Regions from separate parts of the Sus scrofa genome. Here region 2 is linked to region 1. Evidence: chromatin contacts called from public HiChIP or PLAC-seq data. All regions are on one chromosome and are shown on one strand. The core of a region is the stretch at or near the end of the contact, and the rest is flanking DNA. Distances in the headings are between cores, read along the strand shown. Region 1 overlaps C10H9orf3 (aminopeptidase O). Region 2 overlaps C10H9orf3 (aminopeptidase O).

Evidence for each region. HiChIP or PLAC-seq counts read pairs in DNA pulled down with a chosen protein or histone mark.
Region 2: an H3K27ac HiChIP or PLAC-seq map of skeletal muscle shows a contact between it and region 1. The contact joins two enhancer-like sites. A contact is called at or near these places in 1 of 47 Hi-C or Micro-C datasets (embryonic fibroblasts) and 2 of 2 datasets of contacts at active chromatin or transcription factors (alveolar macrophages and skeletal muscle).

Annotation. Positions count from the first base shown.
Region 1 is chr10:27,107,139-27,110,485 of Sscrofa11.1, reverse strand. All of the region lies in intron 14 of C10H9orf3 (aminopeptidase O), which reads left to right. Among named protein-coding and RNA genes, the nearest start is that of MIR23B, 29 kb to the right of the region's middle. Within about 2 kb of position 1,280, at least 42 of the 83 cell types and tissues checked have an H3K27ac peak or open chromatin away from gene starts, as enhancers often do. A contact at or near this core is called in skeletal muscle, where this site is marked.
Region 2 is chr10:27,311,289-27,314,436 of Sscrofa11.1, reverse strand. The region is part of intron 5 of C10H9orf3 (aminopeptidase O); the gene reads left to right. Among named protein-coding and RNA genes, the nearest start is that of C10H9orf3, 160 kb to the left of the region's middle. Within about 2 kb of position 1,721, at least 21 of the 83 cell types and tissues checked have an H3K27ac peak or open chromatin away from gene starts, as enhancers often do. A contact at or near this core is called in skeletal muscle, where this site is marked.

The DNA.
Region 1 (3,347 bases), core at 31-2,530:
TGTGTGAAGTGAATTATGTGAATATTTGCTTCTGTTTGACTTTTTCTAGAACTTGACTATAGACATATTCCCTAAAGATGTTTGATAATCAGAAATAACTGACTATGCTAGATAAATATACCTATTGATTGTTTTATTTTGAAGAAAATTGTTTTGACTTGGCAGTTCTTTAAGATGTCTTGTTTTTCTTCACCATGGAAAGGATGGTTTTTCTTTTGTAAGTTTGTTTTTCAGTTTGGTTTTAGAAGCAGCTCAAATCAGTTCTGTTTCTCCTCTATCCAGGTTACAGTTTTAAAGTCCTTTCCTAATATCATGATATTCGCATTGCCAACAACTCTCGAGCAGACACTTGCCTGTGTAACATGTCACATGATTCCTTTTTGTCACTTAAACATGTTTGTCATTAGAAAAGTGACAGATGGGAGTTCCCGTCGTGGCGCAGTGGTTAACGAATCTGACTAGGAACCATGAGGTTGCGGGTTTGGTCCCTGCCCTTGCTCAGTGGGTTAACGATCCGGCGTTGCCGTGAGCTGTGGTGTAGGTTGCAGATGCGGCTCAGATCCTGCGTTGCTGTGGCTCTGGCGTAGGCTGGTGGCTACAGCTCCGACTTGACCCCTAGCCTGGGAACCTCCATATGCCGCGGGAGCGGCCCAAGAAATAGCAAAAAGACAAAAAAAAAAAAAAGAAAAGTGACAGATGAAAGAAGATCTATACTAACATGGTCCTGGTCAGGGTTTGGGGTGGGCAGAGTCAGCTCACCAGAGTTCTGATTCTCAGGATTTGGGGTTTGGGGATTGTGAGGAAGAAGAACGCTTTTGTTTTGAGAATCTCCATGGATTCTATCTCAGTTTTACCCCATTTTCAAAGCTCATCGTATGAAAACTCAGACAACCCAAGATTTTTACTTACCGTGTTTTATTTTGGTTCAGAGCAGTGTCTGCAGGATACCTTGGTTTAAAGTTCTGTCTTGTGTCCTGTTGTCGGAGTTCCTCGTGGCCCTTCGTGGGAAGACCTATGAATGGGAACAGTTTGCTGTCACACCTGTGCTCTGTGGGGGCACTTGAGGGTGTAGAGTGGGGTGGGTGTGTTTTCTGGGAAGAGTAGAAGGGAATTTGTTAGACTTCTGGGGAAGGCTGATTTAAAGGACACTTTATATCTGTGGGATTACCTTTTTAATCCAAGGGGCCATGGAGAACCGCTGTCTCTTTTGTACCTCTGTGCCAGAAAATGTGTGACTTCCAAAGGTCAGCCACCCCAATTCTGGTTTGGACCCTCCATGTAGCCAGCGTCCAGGAGAATTTGAGGTTTTCCTCCCTCCCCCATTTCTTCTGTTTTTGTTCAGTGTAAACAGTTCCTGCCGTAGTAACATCGACAAATATAGCAGAGAATGCTTTTCTGGACGAAGAATGCTCCCTAAGCATTTTTTAACCATTTTTGGGAAGAATCGATCTTTCCGTGTATTTCAGACCAGCTGAAAGAGAGGGAGGCCGTCGCTGTAAATTGAAGTGACATCATATGTATTGCCCCCATTGATCCGCTGTTAGTCTCCAGCCAGGATAAAAGGAAGCGGCATCAGGGAGGAAGCATGCTTCATTTAGGCACAGATCCCAGAGTGCTAATGGGGTAATAATAGAACTCACGCCACTGTCAGTCGGTGGCTGCATCAGTCCCGGGCTCACCCCCGTCTGGGAGCCTCTCCGAGGAGGCTGCCTTCGTGTGCGGCTGCAGCGCCAGCTGGGCTGCGAGGGGAGGTGCCCTCCTTTGCTTTAGGAGGGGTGCGGCCGGGGGCCTCGGACGTGCGCGTGCCCCAGCTTCCTGCGTCTGTCCTGCTTGTGGAAGGTCAGTGTGCAAGGCGTCGGGGACATTTTCTGCCCTCGGAGGCCAGCTGGCCCTTTCAGGGTGGCGCTACAGCGAGAGAACCGGTGGAGGGGCCTCCATTGTGTGGGTGGTCTTCGGGGAGCCAGGAGTGAGTGAAGCCCCCGGGACAGCCCTACGCGGCCTCTTAGGCTTCTAGAAGAATCAGGGTTCCTTTTCTTTGTGCTGCTTGTAGACTGGGAGGTAGGGGTACGGGGGGGTGGTGTTGGAAGAATCCATACTTTCTTTCCAAGATTGTATGTACCAACTCTTGAGAACTGTTCAGACTTGTGCGGCTTGCCTCAACTCTTATGTTGACTGGGAAAAATTACGAGGTAGACTTTTTTTACCCCCCCCCCTTTGCATTTCTGGGTAATTAGCAACCATGGAATCCTCCCTGTTTAGAGCAAGAACACAGACTCCTAAAGTCTTAGCACATCTCATTGTAGTGACTTGACCTCCTCAGGTCTTCTGTGTGTTGGGCGCGAGTACGTTTCCCACTGTTGTGAAGTTCTCTGTTTCCAGTACCCACATGACTTTGGCACCCCATTCTTATTTTGTCTAAGTTTCTGAGGCAGATGCAATTTAAAAATACCGAGCTGGTTTCCATATGGAAAAAATAATAACCTCATCATGAATTCCTTGTTTGTGCAAAGGAAAAAGAACTTTCTATTCCTGTCACTGTTGAACTGTGGGTGTGAGTGCTACTAGACCCTCAGAAATAAAGGCAAATTCTTTTTATAATGTTCACAGGAGCTGCCTTCTCAGGAGATAATGCTCCGAAGCATGTGCTTTGTTTTTCTTAATCACTCCATAGTGTGCCTGGTAGCGGTGTCTTGTCTGCTGCCCCCATACAACCGTGTTAAACAGAGTCCGCCTGGAAGTCATGTGAAATTTCATTTGATTTCTCCGTGGGTGGCAGTGGAGTGACCCACAGAGCATTTCCCGGTTGCCGCCGTGCCAGCTGCCAGGGTGGGTGGCCCCCCCGGCACAGCGTCTGAGCCCATTCGCTAGTGTAAGATATCTCTCGGTGGCTTTGCAAACATTTTGGTTTATTACTTAGTACTTTTTCATCCTAGGGTGGCTTTAGAGGGAGTAAATGTTTATTTTACAAAGCGAAGTGTACTTTATTAAAGCGAGCTACTGACCCCGTTTTTGTTTTAAGACCCTCTTTTCAAGATCTGTACTCTCATGTAAAAATGAGGTAATGTTTACTTCCTTATCCCTGAGTGAAAGATACTGAGTTGGTTTTATTGTCTGTCTACTAAAATAGCATTTGATCCCTGTTTTTTTCTAGTTTTCTCCTTGTTTAGAAACTCCCTCATCCCTGCCACCCCCACTCGTGGGTTAGAAAGTTACACTTGAAAGCCAAATGGCTACAAGTTGTTTACTAAGTGAGAGTCATTTACACAAACCCTTTCTGAAGGACTCTCAACTGCCAAGAAGGAATGTTCTCATTCTCTGTTGGGCCTTGGTGCCTTTGCCCGCCTCTG
Region 2 (3,148 bases), core at 472-2,971, 200 kb before region 1:
GCCTAATTTATAAAATACTCAAAAAAATGTTAATGTTTTATACTCTTTTCCCAAGGGAGGAATTTTTATTTCCCTACATTTCACACACAATGGTATGATTCAGTTTTTTTTTTTTAATTTTATAATATGTTGCCGTTAAAGTCAGCTATGTCTTTGCAGAGACGTTTTTCTTTTTTTTAAGCGAACACAACAGGACAAAGATCGATCCTCAACACTAGTGTGGCTTTGATTTGAGGTGCTTTGTAGCATTCCAAGGTGATTTCTAGACTCTTGCAGTAAAATTGCTTAGGAATAAAGTGACATTTTATGAAATTCTCATTTTCCAACACTTTCATTAACCCATGCTTGGGTAACTTTCTAGTTTCTAATATTAATTTTCAACTATTTTGATCCACGGCTAATCAGCGCTTAATTAGGGTGAAGACCACAGTCTGGGGAAGAAAGAGAAAATCCTTATTGTTTAGAAAATCTTTAAATAAGAAGTCCGGGAGAACAGTTCTTGATTTTACATGTAGAGACGTTAATCAGAAGCAATAAACTGTGCGCTGACGACATGTTTAAAACAAACCAGGACTTAGGAAAAAACAGGAAATTTGACCAAACAACTCTTCCTAGTAACAGGTTCTGTGTGTCTTTGTTAAGATCATCACAGCTTGTTTTAATAATCTTTTTCGACTTCCTTTCCAAAATTTGACGTTCTATTTCTTTGCAGTTTTATATACAGCTCTCATTTACTAAGCACTTTTCACTTCAAACTGGCTTCCTGTAATAGAGGAATTGCAAATGAAAGGAATCGATAATGAAATTGTAATGCTGCATTTTAATCCCTAGGCAAATTGGTGTTATAAACTGCTAATTAAAGGAGTCTTTTGCCCGGATAGTGCTTAAACAGCCTTCAAGTCCAGCTCTTAATTGGTAACATTACCTGGCATTTTGTAGAATGAGAATACCTTTTGCTTATCATTCTTAAGCTTCTTCTTATAGTCTTAATTTTAAACTTGACCCTTTCTTGGCATCGTAATGCAAGAAACCATTCCCATTTAATCTGGGACAGCTGCATTTGTTTAGATACTATACGCTTAAGTTCTCACAGAAATTCTGACCTGAAACGGACAGATGTTTGAACTCCTATGTAAAAATCTATTCTAAACATTCTGGGCTACTGCTAGACAGGAATGCCAAACATTTCCAACCACAAATTATACTTGATAATAACCACCTTGATAGCAGAAAGCAGCAGACCCCCAGTTCCATTACATGATCTGCAGGAAGATAACAGGTCTTTGGCGTCTGAGGTTCGATTGGCTATATTCATATTCACAGCTGCTGAAGGCCAGTGCAGATGGCATCGTTGTGAAAATTAGAGACTATCAAATCATACACAGAAATTCTCTGGGCACAAAAATGTGTCCTCCCTTCTCCACGTAACTGGACCAGAGCTGAGAATGGCTGACTGTGAAGCAGGAGCACGCCAAAAAACCGAGCAGGCTGAGTACACAGAAAGCCATATGGCTCAAGGAAATGGACACTCGTTTCCTTTTAAAGTTTCTGAAATCAGCGTATTCCTGAAGAACCATTTAAATAAGCTCCCCAGCATGTTTTATTTTATGAAATGCGGGGCATGCCGGTTATGAAACGGGAACCCTGAAATGTGATACATCCATCTTAACCAGCTCAGGGTTTTATTCAATTCTTCAAGCCCTAATCCTATTAACTCTCATGCACAAAGGAAATGCAGGGCTCCGCTCTCTGATGATTCTGCCCAGGCCTCATGGCATTAGTAAGCCAAGTCTTGCATTTTACAAATGAAGCTTATTGGTTGATTAAAAATATAACAAGCATCAGTGAAGCCACTTTTCAAAAAGAATGTTTCAGATTGTTTGCTTTAAGAAAAGCCGGTAGAAGAGATCAATGGCTTCAGTTTTTAGTTTGAGGAATTTTTTTTTTTAAAGCCGTTCACTTGAATATGCAGATTTTTTTGGTGTGATGCACATTAAATTTATATGGCTTTTGAAAATCATATCTTTGGTTTTACAAATAAAGTTCATTGGTTGATTAAAAATGCAAGCAGCATCCATGTAACTAACTACTGTTCAAAAAGGATTTTTTTTTAAGACTGTTTATGTAAGGGGTTTTGAGGGGTTTGATGATTCATAATCAGTTTATGAAATGTGAAGATTTTTTTAAAAGCAACTTAAGTCAGAATTTTAATGTGAAATGCATTAACCTTATTTCTGGCTAGACGTCCTTTGGACGTAGATCTAACCCAGCAAAATACCAAGATCTGATTATGATGCTGTTGGGAGTTAATCTCATTGTAGTGAACATGAGCTAATAACTCATTAGTCCATATTATATTATATACTTTTCAGTCTGTGGCCTGCTGTTTTGATTAAATTTAGTTCCTACCATTCAGATTGGAAACAGCAAAGTCTTCCTGTTACTACCTATCAAGTTTATAAAGCCTTGCTCTGAAAGCTTGAACAACTTGAGATCACCATTACTTACACAGTTTTATCCAGTGTAAAATTCTATCTCTAGGAGTACCCATCGGGGCTTTGCAGTAACAAACCCAACTAGTATCCATGCAGGTTTGATCCCTGGCCTTGCTCAGTGGGTTAAGAATCTGCCGTTGTTGTGAGCTGTGCTGTCGGTCGCAGATTGGGCTCAGGATCTGGCAATGTTGTGACTGTGGCATAGGCCAGCATCTGTAGCTCCAATTCACCTCCTAGCATGGGCACTTCCATATGTCTCGGGTGTGGCCCTAAAAAGCAAAATAAAATAAAATAAAATACTATCTTTACTGTAAAATCAAAGGGGATATCTGCATCCATCTATTTCTGTTGAGAAATACTGGCTACTTCCAGGTGGCGAGCTATGGTCAGCACAGCCTGCCCTGTGCTGCAAGGGCCTGGAATGTCTAGCCATTTCGGTTTACATAACAGTTTCACTGGGGTGTTTGCTTTCAGATGTCACTTCAATGTCAGCCTCAGCAGTCCACACATAAGTCTGCCTGTTCCCCAGGATTGGCGAAGGAAAAGAAAGTATTTTATCCAAGGCATCCTCCCTACTTTTCATAGCCTAAATTCTTTGACTCTACATTAAAAGAATATTAGAATTTACCTCCCATTCTAAAGAATGGGTTTAT